5 separate regions of the Mus musculus genome follow, and regions 1, 2, 4 and 5 are each linked to region 3. Evidence: chromatin contacts called from public HiCAR-type and promoter capture Hi-C data. All regions are on one chromosome and are shown on one strand. The core of a region is the stretch at or near the end of the contact, and the rest is flanking DNA. Distances in the headings are between cores, read along the strand shown.

What was found. Promoter capture Hi-C pulls out the DNA fragments that hold promoters and counts their contacts. HiCAR-type assays count read pairs that join an accessible place to other places.
Region 1: a contact with region 3 is called in a promoter capture Hi-C map of hippocampal neurons, with 17 times the contacts expected there. The contact joins the enhancer-like site here to the promoter of 5730522E02Rik in region 3. A contact is called at or near these places in 5 of 39 promoter capture datasets (cranial neural crest, hippocampal neurons, liver and 2 more), 1 of 15 datasets of contacts at CTCF or cohesin (large pre-B cells), 2 of 484 Hi-C or Micro-C datasets (both in cortical neurons) and 2 of 115 datasets of contacts at active chromatin or transcription factors (astrocytes and bone marrow-derived dendritic cells).
Region 2: a promoter capture Hi-C map of embryonic stem cells shows a contact between it and region 3, with 9 times the contacts expected there. The contact joins the promoter of Pus10 here to the promoter of 5730522E02Rik in region 3. A contact is called at or near these places in 5 of 39 promoter capture datasets (cranial neural crest, embryonic stem cells, hippocampal neurons and 2 more).
Region 4: a contact with region 3 is called in a promoter capture Hi-C map of hippocampal neurons, with 2.8 times the contacts expected there. The contact joins the promoter of Ppp4r3b here to the promoter of 5730522E02Rik in region 3. A contact is called at or near these places in 2 of 39 promoter capture datasets (hippocampal neurons and liver).
Region 5: a HiCAR-type map of astrocytes shows a contact between it and region 3, with 9 times the contacts expected there. The contact joins the promoter of Papolg here to the promoter of 5730522E02Rik in region 3. A contact is called at or near these places in 8 of 39 promoter capture datasets (cranial neural crest, embryonic stem cells, frontonasal cranial neural crest and 4 more) and 1 of 115 datasets of contacts at active chromatin or transcription factors (astrocytes).

The regions. Positions count from the first base shown.
Region 1 is chr11:23,977,077-23,979,776 of GRCm38.p6, forward strand. No RefSeq gene overlaps it. Among named protein-coding and RNA genes, the nearest start is that of Papolg, 83 kb to the left of the region's middle. Within about 2 kb of position 1,450, at least 17 of the 459 cell types and tissues checked have an H3K27ac peak or open chromatin away from gene starts, as enhancers often do. A contact at or near this core is called in cortical neurons and hippocampal neurons, where this site is marked.
Region 2 is chr11:23,664,740-23,667,439 of GRCm38.p6, forward strand. Pus10 (pseudouridylate synthase 10) reads left to right here and starts at 1,253. Exons shown (of 18, transcript NM_028304.3): 1 at 1,253-1,714; 2 at 2,539-2,675. The coding sequence starts at 2,550. Pex13 (peroxisomal biogenesis factor 13) reads right to left here and starts at 1,144. Exons shown (of 4, transcript NM_023651.5): 1 at 1,008-1,144. The coding sequence starts at 1,105.
Region 3 is chr11:26,209,280-26,211,979 of GRCm38.p6, forward strand. 5730522E02Rik (RIKEN cDNA 5730522E02 gene) reads right to left here and starts at 1,297. Exons shown (of 6, transcript NR_027973.1): 1 at 1,212-1,297.
Region 4 is chr11:29,171,686-29,174,385 of GRCm38.p6, forward strand. Ppp4r3b (protein phosphatase 4 regulatory subunit 3B) reads left to right here and starts at 1,291. Exons shown (of 16, transcript NM_134034.3): 1 at 1,291-1,762. The coding sequence starts at 1,621.
Region 5 is chr11:23,893,896-23,896,673 of GRCm38.p6, forward strand. Papolg (poly(A) polymerase gamma) reads right to left here and starts at 1,375. Exons shown (of 22, transcript NM_172555.2): 1 at 1,127-1,375. The coding sequence starts at 1,143. It overlaps Gm12061 (a long non-coding RNA gene), which reads left to right and starts at 357. Exons shown (of 4, transcript XR_872317.3): 1 at 357-550; 2 at 868-965.

The DNA of each region.
Region 1 (2,700 bases), core at 200-2,699, 2.2 Mb before region 3:
GCCACTTTCAGTGGGACCTCGGTGAATTCCCGGACAGTGACTGATCACCAGCTCCAACTTATTTCCACAGGCAGAAGGAACCTGTCCAGAAAACAACCTGAGTATGCCACGGGATAAAGGTTTAAGTGGGCTTCCTGCCAGTGAGTTGCATTTGATAGTTGCGTGGGTGCAGCCCATGGCAGAAATCCACAGAGCTCACAGGAGATCTGTGGGGCCCTGGGGTGTTGCAATGTCACCCCGTCTGGGTATGTGACAGCCAGGATGTGGGATTTCGTGATTATTTTTGGTTTGGTTCAGTTTCTAGCCCAGAAGAAAGACTATATATAACACCGAGAGAGGCATAACTTCCAGATTGTCAAGGTTGGTGCTAATAGTGACTGATGTACTAATACATGTCCTATGGAACTGCAAGCGTGCAAGAGCCATGCTTGCGTGCTGGATGGGGGATAAATCTTCTGTTGTGTAATGGGAAAGAAAACTGGCAATGTAAATGCAGTCTTAATATTTTTTTTCAGCATTGCATGTGTGATTAGGCATTCAGTGACTTCCTCATCTAAGGAAATTCGACTTTAATGAGAGCTATGTAGCTAACTATTGAGGAGCATTGGAAAATGCTGGGGTGAGGGTGGGAAGGCATTGACTTTGAAGATGTATCGTGTCCTTGGCCTTCAAACAAACAAACAAACAACCCCCCCCCAACACCAACCTCCCAGATCTGTAGGCTCATATTCTCGATCCCTTAGATATTAAGCCAGAAACAGACTGGCCAGATGATCTTCATCTCATGTGTACACTGTGTTTTTGGTCATTTAAGATTTTCCCCACAAAGGGCTTTGTTTCAGGAATGCAGTATCTTAAGCATCTAAAAATGGCCTAGTTTGTGAAGTCATCTCAGGATTCTTGGAAATGAAAGCATATCCTTGGTGAATCCAGTTCACCATTTAAAGGGCTTCAAATGTGGAGTTTAAGCAAAGCACACGACCCAGCTCTACCTCCTGAGCGTCTAATGACCATGGGCAGAGCAGACTGAGATGACATCCATGCCATCTGTTTGGTAGGAATCAAGGCAGGAAAGGTATAAGAATTTAGACAGAAACCGAGTTTAAAAGCCAGAGATTGTGGACGGCTCTCAAGAGCAACCAGTCCATGGTCTCTCTGTCGTTCTGGGACAGTCTCTGAGGGTTCCCCTTCCTGGCTCATGCCCCTGCTTTTCTTTAGCATGTGTGTCTGTGTGGTTTCAACACATGAGGCTAAACAGCTAGTCTATTAGGAAAAGAAAATGTTCTAATCAGTAGTGACTAAAGAAATTGGTTTTGGAAAGAGACAGACCACACTCTTCCTTCCTTAGCACTTACAGTAAATATTTTGATCTGTCAGAAGGGGGCATTCTTGCTTTTCCAGACAAAAGCAACGGCAGTTTGAGTTTGTTCCCAAGCAGCCGTGGCAGAAGCAATCACAGTACAGCTCTTTGGGTGTCTAGATAGGGTGGGTGTGCTGTTCTGGGAGCACCCGTGCACGTGGACTCTGCCTATGTATGGTCATGGGCATCACCTGCGAGCCTGTTAGCCTGTTACCTAGGCTGGTAGGCCTAAAGCCAGACCAATTGTAACTAGATTCAAATTTACCAAGGTCGTAGATGGGCTATGGGCATCTTTAAATTTGAGAAGTGCAGCTTCAAAGTTTTATTTTCAGAATTTCTGAAGGTGTGTGTGTGTGTGTGTTGCAGGGGGTGGGGGGATGCAGGGCACGGGGTGGGGCAGGCAACCTGGTATTGCCAGAAGAAGTCATGGGCTTCCAAACCTAACCAGCCATCTCCAGTAGAAAAGGTGGCTAATCCTTGTATTAAACAAATTCCATGGGGGATAGCAGTCGTTGGTGAGGAGTACGGACACTAGAAGATACCTTTGTCTTCCTGCAAGGAATTCTTAATGGCTTTTTAAAAAGTTGTTTTGTTTTTGATCATGTTGCATAGCAGAGGCTATCCTCCACTGTGCAAGCCTTCCAGTGCTAGGACTATAGGCGTGCCTGGCTCATAAACAGAGCTAAAAAGCTGCTGTCCCCAAAACTCTACTCTTTTTTAAAAGATAGAGTCTCTTTTTCTAGACACACCACCCATTTATTTTCTTACTTGAAATTTATTTCCTTATAAATCTGTGTGTGTGTGTGTGTGTGTGTGTGTGTGTGTGTGTGTGTGTGTGTGTGTGTGGAGTGTTTGTGTGTGGAGGTCTGAGGATAATTTACAGGAATGGAATATGCTTTTCAGCTATGTGGGTTTAAGCTTGCTGTCTTTACCTGGTGGGCCATCTGTTCAGCCAATCACCACTATACTTAAACTTAAGATGCTAACAATAGGGGGAAGAGAATCAGAAAAGTGCGCAGGAAAAGCCATGCCAGCCAGGAGATGAATGCTGCTTGAGTTCACGGAATTACAGTGTGACCAGCAGAGGGCAGCAAAGTTCGCCCCGCTGCCAGGACCTGTGTAGCTTGGCAGAGAGAAACTGCTTCTTCAGGGACTTCATGGAGATGGTTGTGATTTCAGGTCTTCTTGGACTGTCAGGGGTGGGGGTTAGGGTGACAGAGACAGAGAGACAGAGAAGCATGGAGAAGAAGGGGCCAGGTGCGAACAGGAGCTAGTGCTCTCTAGATGAACCATTCAATTTAGTTGTTTTAGGTTTTCTGGAAGGCATATTTAACAACATA
Region 2 (2,700 bases), core at 3-2,502, 2.5 Mb before region 3:
TAAACAGGTACAGAAAACAATCATAAAATTTAAGGCACATACAACAAAACAACAACAAACCCAGAAGGCTAAGTAATGTTCAGAGAAGTTTAACGGGATAGCAAAGAACACACTTAGAAACATTCTAATGAAAGTATCACCAATAAGTGTTGCTTTAACACGAAAAATACAGCTTATCACTCTAATTGTATCTATTAGTTACTGTGCCCAAGTGTTTTAGTACTTTTAAAAGAGCACCAGATTTTCCAATAAGAGAAAAGTACTCCAACGTACAGAGATTTTTACGCGCCAGGAAAACGTACAAACTTGCTCTGAAATCATGTCGCCTGGATTAAGGTATCTATTTATCCAAAGAAAACACAGGTTCCTGAAACTCTAATTCTGTTTTAAATTTTTAAAAGTTGCAGACCCATTTGTTACTGATTTAAATCAAAGCAAATAAAAACTTTATAGGCCTTAGACGACAGTCACACACACAATTTTGTACACAAAGGCTACCCACAGACCTCGAATTCCTGTCTTAGAATTCTTTCAACCCTCAACCTAAACGTTAAGTTATGCTAGAAAAGAAAGCCAAGGGTAAGAGCTTGGATTCCATGTTGCGTAAACGTGACCTTTGGGTCGTTCAACCAACTTCTGGAGAGGCTGTAAAGCTTTTCCATGACTTTTGCTCTCTATCCTTGTCCTGGCTGGGCCAACGTCGCGCTCGGCAGCAGACCCAAGCTCGTCGCTTTGAAGCGGGTCAGGCTGTCCCGCCCCCCCATGTCCCGCAAAAGCGAAAAGGCAGGGAAGCGCCGCTTTTCTTTCTAGCTCCTGCATCCGTGGGGCCGGCGGGGCGCCCGGGGGAAGAACGGGCGGTCGTACAGCCAGCAGACTCCAGACCCGCTCTGCACTCGCCCCGGGCCGGCAGCGGGAAGCGACGCCTCCCCCCAATAACGGCTTCAACCGCCTCCTGCCAAGTCCCCGCTCTGGCCTCCAAAGTCGCGGCCCAAACACCTCACACTCACTGGTAAGTGGGGCCGGGGCCGGAGCCCGGCCCGGGGCCGGCCCCGGGAATTCTGCGAGACTCCCAGGGTTTGGGGGGCGGCGGCGGCTGGGAGGCCATCTCTCCGCCAGCTCCGCTCCGGCTCAGGGAAGCGACTGCGACGGCTGGGTGAAGGAGCGCCTCGCTTGCCAGGCACGACAGGCAGAACACCGAGCCCTCCGCCCCGCCCACGCCTGACGTCAGGCCAAGGCGTGTGGTCAGGCGAAGCTGGAGGAAGGAGGAAGGGAACAGCTAATTTGCTGGGGTGTGGGAGGGGGTCGGGAGTCGGGAGAGCGGGACGTCCCTCTTTCTTTTCCCTAGTCTGGGTTTCAAATTTGAGTAGGGGCTCATCGACGTTTCTGGCAGCAGCTACTACGACCTAGGTGCCGAGTCCGTCGGAGGCTCCTTTGCCGGCCGACCCTTTAAGGCTAGCAGTAAAGCCCCTCGCAGTCTTTCGTTCGTAGAGCTAGGGGGAGTGCAGGCTGCCAGGCGGACAGCCTTACAGGTCACCGTGTAAGACGAGGGGGTTCCTGCATTCCTCTCGTGAGGGGCCTGGTACTTTCGTTGTAAAGCTCTGGTTTTCTTGGGGAACACAACGGCTGAGCGCAGTAGGTGCGCTGTCTTTACTCTTCCCCGTTCCCACCCAGGGCCGAAAAGGGTTAAGACTCGGCTGCGGCATCTTGGGAGAAGGTAAGGCCTAGGAAGTACGAGGTGAGGGGTTAGGGACTGGGTGTCGAAGAGGCGTAGCTGCAGTCCCTTTTGTTTGTTAGTCAGGTGGAGTGAGTGGTAAGTTTCTAGAACCTCAGCACATAGAGTTAAGGGCTTGTTTGGCCAGAACAGAGCTTTCCCCTTACCTTTCCCCTACTCCCATGCCAGAGGACGAACTATGCCTGTGCAGGAGGAAATGCATTAAAAAAGATCTTATGGTGTGAAACTCAAGACTGTTTCAGCTACCCCCCTCTCCCCCGCTGGCTTTGATTCTCTATTTAGCCTAGGTTAGCTTTGAACTCATGGAGATCTTCTTGTTTCTTGTGTACTGAAATTATAAGCGTGAGCGCTTACACCTGGCAAGAAGATGCATTTTTACATAATTATTTCCAACTCCTCATAGACTCTTTACTTAACATTAAATTAATAGGTTAAGTGAACTGATAGACGGGATTATGAAACTGAAATAAATACTTGGCCACATGGAGTTTCTTGATTTTTTTTTCTTTAATAGAGTATATTCCCATATTGTAAGTACTTCCTTGAAAGGTTTACACAGGCAACCCTGAGTGGTCCCAAGTCCCGGAATCGGAAAGTTTTTAATGTCATGTCCAGAGCAAGCTTGTCTTTCTTTGTTCCTCTCCCCTGTAATCCACATACTCACTTAGTCAAGTTCATATTTTAGAATATAGATATGACAAGCAGTATTTGAAGGGTACAAAATAGAATTTTTCAAATGAAAGCTTTTCTTTTTAAGGACATAAATACAGCACGTAGCTGTAGAATACTGAAAGTGCTCATTTTAGTTTCTTCTAGTATGCTTCCACTGACTGAGGAGAACAAGCACGTGGCACAGCTGTTGTTCAGTTCTGGCACCTGTCCAAGATGCATCTTAAGATTCTGTGGTGTGGATCTTCCCGCACCTTACAAACACCCATCCAAGGTATATTCTTTTTAAATTAAAGAAT
Region 3 (2,700 bases), core at 47-2,546:
GGGATTAGACTATGTCTTATTCCAGATGGGCCAGCAAGAAGTGTAATAAAAATTATGATTAGACACTTTATGGCTTGGAGTATAGCTCAGGGGTGGAGGAGCACTTGAGTAGTATGCACAAGGCCCTGGGTTCAATCCCCAGCAAAAATAAATGATTAATTCCATTGGATCTTATTTGTTAAAAAAAAAAAAAAACTATATGCAATTGCAATAACAATACAAGACTATTTTAACGTCATCAGCATTTTCTTTCTGGATGATAAAGCAATTCACTGTTCCATAATCTGCAGAGTAACCTGTCAGCAGTGAGATGTCAGACTCAAAAGACACATAGAAGCAAACAGATGCCCTTCTCTGCCCAGCAGACACCATCCGCTGTCATTTCTCCCCCAAACAGGACAGAGATAGGCACAGGATTAACTAAGGTCCCGAAAAGGCTGAACAAGTAAAAGGAAAAAGGCAAACAACTGGACCCACTAAACATTAAATGGGGTCTGTGGACAGGAAAATTGAGAGCTTGACAGACCCAAGGATTGCTTTTTATCTCTAAACAGGAGATATGTCAGCTATACGCACGGTGCTTGAAGGATTCCTTAAAGAAAACCCTCTTTTCTGAGAACAGAGAGCCTCTCCGTTGTTGGTGACAGCGCCTTGTATGTTTCCCTACCTGTCGCCTTTGTTTTCCTATCTTCTAAAAGGGCTGCACCAACCTCCTCACAAAGACACTAGCCTAAGAGCCTGGGCAGGAGCAAGAGTTATGTCCCTTGGTTGGAAAAGTGAACCCTGGGGCCACAGAGGCGAGGGTGCAGAGTCCTTCTTTGGTTGGCCAGTGGGCGGTGACTGCTTGCACCCACTCAGGCCCGAGGCCAGTTTGGGGGACGCGAGGGAAATAGGGGAAGCGAGGGGGCCAGATTAGGGACGGGAGGCGGGGATCAGGCCAGAGGGAGGCCGCCGTGGGGGCGGCGAGCCGAGGGGTGCAGGCACCCTGCGCGTACAGCGGCGCTCAGCGGGCTCCGGGCCACAGCTCGGGGCGGCGGGGACGGCGGAACAGCAGGGGCAGGCGAGCCCCTGCGGAGGCGGAGGGCCCAGGGCGCCCGCGGTCGCAGGGCCTCGCGGCGGCGGCGCCAGCTGCGCGGGGCGGAGGCGGGGGCGGCGCGGGGGCGCGGGCGGCGGGAGCGAGCGCGGAGGCCGCGTGGCGCCGCGTCACTTACCGGCCAGGGCGCGGGGCGGTCGCCGAGTCCTCGGGGCGCGCAGCCCGGTGTGCTCGCTCCGCCATGATTGCTTTGTTTCGCTAATTGAACCCGCGCTCGTCCCGCGCTCGCGCTCCCCGCTGCCCGGTCCCCGCGCTCGCTCGCGCCGATTTGTCTGTCTTTCCCTCTCGGTCTGTTCGGCTCTGCTGCGGCTAGCTGTGGAAGGCGAAGTTGCGGGTGCACGGTGCGGGGAACGCGGTGGTGGGTTTGTAAATACAGGTGAGGCGATCCCCAAATCTCGGCTGAGGTGTACTTGCTGGGGGTGGGGGTGGGTGCTTCTCACCCTCCCCCACGCAGGAGAGTAGCCTCCGTGGAAAGTGCCAGAACATGTACCTCTGCTCACCCCTTTCTTCCCGCCAAATTCTTAGCCACCCAAGTTCTCTGGCACATATGGACTCCACAGGAACTATCTACGTTTACTTCGAAAACCTCAAATATAAGTCCTGTCAGGCTATGGAAGGACTGCTGAACCAAGGGGCATATGGTCACTCCAAGTGACCTTCTGGAGCTACTTCAACTCCACCAAAACAAAACAAAACAAAATTCAAACTAGACCATGGGAAGTCCCACAGGAGCTTGAGGGCTCAGCTTGCCATTTCTGAAAGTACTAGTGCCTGGGACACTATTGTCCAAGTATAGAATGAGTTTAAAACTTTAGAAACATATGTTAGTATGGGAAGAAAAACTTAAGCCCATGTTCCATATCTGGTTAAGTGTGCATTAAATACTAGTTTTGACTATAGTTAATACAGACATTAGTTGGCTTAGAGTGATGTGATTTGGGGAAATAAATAAATAAATTTGGGGAAATAAATCTGAAAGAAATTTATGTCTAGGCTTATGGCCTCATTGAAAAGGCTAGTCTTCCATTCTCACTTCTATCCATACTACAATGTTGAGACCAAAACCTTTCAGTGTTCGAATTATTATCCATATCTTGCTGTAAAATCCACCTTTTATGTTATTCTTGTATCAGTCTCATTACAAAAAGTTACTGCCTTACCCATGTTTCTTTTTTTTTCTATAGAGGACTCAAAAATATCGCCCATAAGTTTGGATCAGACATTTACAGATAACATACAGATTATATGGGGACAAGAGCCATATCCAATCAAGACAAACAAATAATGTTTATTTGGTTAGTTGCTTTCCATGTCCTAACCCTATGATCAGTTAGTAGGCAGGTAAGCATTTGGACTAAAAGTAGATGAAATCATATTGTCAAGAAAGGAGAAAGCCCCCAGCACGCATTACGTTAATCCATTCTTTCAGAAAGATTCATCCCAAGTTGGAATCATTTTCCCCTACATATGATGGTTGTTAACAATCTCACCACAGTTTTTAGTGTTTCCCCAAATTCTACCTTAAATCTAACTTTATGAAACACATGCTCACTTACACTTCCCCAAGGAAGTTTCTCCTCTTGGCTTCTCTACTGGCTAATTTTGAG
Region 4 (2,700 bases), core at 41-2,540, 3.0 Mb after region 3:
GCCTTCCCCAAACAAGTCATATTTTCCCTGGTTCAAAGTACATTTTGTCCATATCAGTCACAGATTATCAGGGACTTATGTATAGTGATTCACGTCCTTTTATCATAGGCAGAATCCTGTTACATACCATAGGCTGCAATTTCCATATGCAGTCGTTACAGGCAAATGACAGCAGACCAGGCTAATTTTCTTGGTCCCTCATACATTTAAAGAATCGCAATGATAGTTCAAATTTTGAAATCCTTTTCAATCAAGCGACTATGTACATAAGACACCCTTTTAAACATGAGTTGCCGCCTAACCTCGTCAAATCATAAGCACACTTTGACAAGCATGGTGATGACTACAACTCCCGAAATACACCGCGGGATCAACATGTGCACCTGCCCCGTGTTCACCTTTCAGGTTAGAGCCAAGAGTTGAGGGACCATATAAGAGAACGGAGAGGCGGCAGAACTACGCTGGGAGCGGATGCCTTCGGGCGAGCGTCACGCTCTGAGCGACGTTAACTTCACGCTGGAAACCGTTCTTGCGGCACATGAAGCTGAGAGCTCCCCGAGGATTGTGAGGCTGTACGCCTGTGCTTGCCTCGTCGCTGCCGCCGGTCTCTCTGAACCTTTTAATGGTCCGTGGTACCCGGCTAACGGAAGAACGCTTCGGCGGGAAATAGGAACTGTCAACGCGTTTGTGGAACATTAGATCGCCCACTGCTCATCGTGGCCATGGAACACCTTCCCGGCAGAAGCCTCGCAGATTCTATAACGGATTTTAGTGGGTGAAGGCTCGACCTCCCATCGTCTTCACGAATGACTCGAACACCCTCACCCCGTCTCAGTCCTTTTCGGGCTGTCAGCCTGAGTCCCTACACTTGGCTTCACTCTAGTCCTGTGCACGCATTCGGACTTCTCAGCCTGGCTCTGTTCTGCTGAGAGCAAGTCCAGAGTTGACAACCCGCCACATGACCAACATCAGCCCTACAAATCCCGAAGAACAACTCGGCAACTCCATCGCCAAGGCAACCTTCTACACACGCTTCCTCCCGGCGCAGGTAGAAAAGCTCGCGGGACTTCCCCGCCCAACTGAGATTCCCGAATCAGGAAGCGGGGCCGAAAGAGGAGGAAGTCCCTCCTTGGCCGGCTCACCTCGGCGGCGCACTCCTCGCGAGATCGCCGAGGTCTGACTCTCCGGAAGTGTGTTCGGAGGTAAAGGTACTGTGCGTTGGGCTCGTCGGCCGCCGTAGCCCCTGCTAGGGCAGCCCGTACGAACCTGCTGGAAGAGGAAGAGAAAGGCAGAGAGTCGGGTTACAAGATGGCGGATCTGTAGTAGTAACCGCGGCGGGCGGCGGCAGCGGGAGAGCGAGCGAGCTCCGGGACGCAAAAGGAAGGGAGAGTGGTTGTGCGCCGCGGTGAAGGGAGGGGTAGCGGAGACCACGAGCGGAGGGCTCTCGGTGGCTCTGGTCACCCCTTCTCGCGGCTAAACCTTTAGAGCCATGGTAAACTCGGGCCTCTCCAGAGTCGCTGCCACCACCGCCGCTGCCGCCACTACCGGCTCTCAAGAGTGAGGGATACCGGCGAGGTGAGCGAGGAGGTGGCGGCTGGAACGGTGGGGCCAGAAGCCACCATGTCGGATACACGGAGGCGAGTGAAGGTCTATACCCTTAACGAAGACCGGCAATGGGACGACCGAGGCACCGGGCACGTCTCCTCCACTTACGTAGAGGAGCTCAAGGGGATGTCGCTGCTGGTTCGTGCCGAGTCCGACGGTAAGGGTATTGGAACGGTGGGGTAGGGGATAGTGCATCGGTTGCGGCACAACCTGAGGGTTAAGCGCTGCGCTCCGGTACTGTATTCTGACTAGCACCACTAGGGACAGCGCATTGGTCTTGAGCCTGCCCTTCTTTACGATAAAAACAAACTGCTGGGCCTGGATTTACTCTCTGTCAGACGTGAACTCGCAGTTCTCCGCCTCCATCCCTATTGAGGATTTGACTCCTTCTCCCCCCCCCCCCACCCCCCCATCCCAACCCGGTAGTTGAGGTTTAGAATGTATGAGTGGGAAGTCAGTAGAAGACCAGGTAGGAATATCGCCCATGAGATGACCCCCGACTCCCGAGCCGCTTTAGGTACAGTCCTGTCGGTTGTACCTATGTAGCATAAAAGGTTTAGAGAAACTCTGCCTTAAAAACAAGTTTCAGTTGTTCCAATCGCCAGGTGCTGGGGAAAACTAAAACGGACTTTCTCTTGGAGTTACTACAGACTGTTGCCACGAAACACACAAGCACGTACATATTTATTGATTGATCCCTCCAAGGCTGCCGTTGTAGGGAGTGAAAAAGTGGGTTCCACAATCTCGGCAAGTTAGAAAACTAAAGCGGACTGTGAAGTTGTATTTGTTGATTGCAGAATTCATAGAAACCATTTTAATATTAAAAACTGACAGCCATAATAAAAAAGCTACTACTTATATATACTCAAGAGCTGCCCAACTGGAACAGCTAATGCATTCAAGAAATAAAAGAATAGCAATCTTAGATCATTTTGGGCAAATGTTGTACTAGTGCAGAGTCCCTCATTAGGAGTTAAGAGGCATTTATTTCTACATTATGAAGAGGAGGGTTTGTCAAAGGAAAAGGATAAATATCATTTGTATGGTAAGTCTCTCTGGGGTCCTTGTAATTTGTTTTGTTAGACAGGAAATTCA
Region 5 (2,778 bases), core at 125-2,624, 2.3 Mb before region 3:
ATGTTACTGAAGGTACAAAGATAGGTAAATAGAATTCTCACTGACATTCTATAAAAAACTTTTAAATAGCTCAAAATAGTCACTAAAAGTACTACACTGGGCTATGTTTATAAACGGAATACATTAGTTAATAAAAAATAACTAATAATGAAAATATTAACATAGCAAAAGGTCAGAGAGATCATGTTCTAAAGAACCAGTCTACAGAGTAGTAACTGATAATAAATACCCTATAAACAGTTTAAAACAGGTACACAGTTTTTATGGATACAGGGATAGGTACTATCAACATTAAAAATGCAGTAACAAGAAACACCAAACTCAGTGCTCTGGGGCCTTGGAAGAGCGTCGTGAATGCAATCAGAGAAAGGATAGGCGAGTCTTCAGATGTATTGGAATGCTCGACTTCTTTTCAAGAAAGAAAGGTTAAAGAGCTAAGAACACACCCCATGTTAGTCTTAGGGAAAAATGGGTGGTGGCTACACAAATGGTGTTTTGTATTTCTGTGCATTTTTCTGTACGTTGAAATTATTTCCGGATAAAGTGAAAGGTAAGAAATTCTAATAAATTCTTGACAAGTACAGAAACTGCTTCCGACTTATCAAAGTGTGAGCAGGGGATAGATACAGCCCGGTAGATATTGTGGGTCGGTGGGAAGGAACGGGGTAGAGGGTTTAGCCTTTCTCATGGAGCAACCGCAAACCTAGGGGCTCCGCTAGGTCAGTCCCTCTCCGAAAGACCTGAAAGATAGCGGGTCCGGCCGGGAGGAGGGGAGGCAGGGGGATGGTATTTGCGCCAATGCAGACAGAATAGACGGGCTCAGACACGGCTGGGGCAGGAGAGTGACCGACCGTTTTTTCTCCTCAGCCACACGCGCCTTTCCCCCTCATCCTGGTCTGGGGGCGTCCTCAGAGGCGGGCGGCGGGGGGCTGACGGCGACTCCCGAATCCCCGCCGGGCGGCCAGGTGAGTCCCGGGTAGGGGAGATGCCCTTGCGGAGTGGAGGGCAGCGGAAAGCAGAGGTCCCGGCCGGCTGCGCAGGGTGCCAGGCGCAGGGGCTGGAAGCCGGGGCTGCCCACCTCAGCGCACCTCTCTCCACCTCGCCCTCAACCGCCGCCCCCACTTACGCAGACATCTCTTTCATCGCTTCCTGCGTCTCTCTCCAGCGAGTGTCTTTCGCTTTGGGGTCCTGTTCTTGCCCTCTCTTCCTTCCTCTGTCCAATTCCCTTCGCTCGCTTGTAGCTCGCTCACTTCCCCACTCTCTACAGCCGAGGCATTCAACCGAGTAGTGAAAACACCACAAAACCGGCTCTATTTATGACAATACAGCGCGGCCACCGCCAATATGGCGCTACTTCCCAGGCTGCCTCTCGCCTTCCGCGGCTCCGCCCTGCAGCCCTGGGCCCGCCCTCGGGCACACCCCCACCCAGCCTTGAGTTCCCGGGACCCGCCCACCTCAGCGGACTTGCAGCAAAAGCATCTGTCAGAGTGTCAGGTCTCCCTGGTCTGTGGGATTGTCAATTCAGGCAAACCTCTGGGAAGGTTATTTGTCAATTTCCCCTTGTTTCTGCAATAAAAGCATCTAGAAAAAAAACCACCGCTTTCCCTAACACCATTTTAACTCTTCCGTTATCCCACATCTTAAAGTCATAGACTTAATAAGTACACATTGAGAAGATTTTTGTCACCGAGGGTCACACCCAAGAAGGTGCGACTTTAACACAACCAATCCAGGGAAGAAAGCTTATAAATAAATCAGCTTAACTTGTATTCTTTTCCCTCGGAGTACCACCTCCAAGTCCCAATTTATGACTTTGTGGCATTTAGCTGAGATGTTGAACATAATTGCTACTAGTTAGCCGTAAGATAAACCCAAGGATTTCCACCGCTCTGCCCCCAAACCTCACATTTTCAAATAGTGAAAATCATGTTCTGTGTGATTATGACGGTGAAAATGAGGGAGAAAATGACCAATGTTTAAATGTTAAAGGATAAAAGTAATTTCAAACCCTGTCTTTTTCTCCCAAGAGTCAAGCACGGTTGTTTGGGGAATGAGACTCAGTCACGGGAAAGGAGGTTACTTTCTGAATTATTCATTTATTCACTCAAAGTATTTATTGAAAATCTGGTCTGTCAGTTTGTTTATGCTCCATGTTTGATGCATAAAAGCAGGTCTGTGGTTTGACCTGAGCAAGTTCAGAGTTTTCCCATCAAAAGGTGGAGAAAAACTTCAAATATGAGTGATATTCTGCTGCTGCAGAAGTATGTATTACACACTGTAGGAACTAGATTCGTATCCTCAAGAGTTTATTGCGAGTGGATGAGAAAATATATATATACACTATTTAAATACAGATGGGGTCCAGTTGTCATTGGGGGACCAAAAGAGGACCATCTAAACATGGAGGAAAGTCACTAATAGCTTCCTAAAAGAGAGGATTCTGTATATTAGCAGGATTTGGGAGTACAGATTTTGGTAGGTTATGAGAAGACAAAATGGAGCTCAGGAGGTCGCTAGACTGGGATTTGATTCGAAGCAGACCCACCTTTGTTATTTGCTAGCTTTGTGACTTCTAGAACTTTAAAATAAAGTTTACGTTAACCTTGAACTTTTTCTTTAAGAAAAAAATGTAAAGTACACTTACTTTAGCCTGCAGGGAGTCAGAGGATGACTTCTAGAGTCTGTTCTGTTCTCCCTTTTCACCATTTCAGTCGCTGGGATCAAAATTGATTCCTCAGACTTGGCAGCAAACAGCTTTATCCACTGAGCCTTATTCAC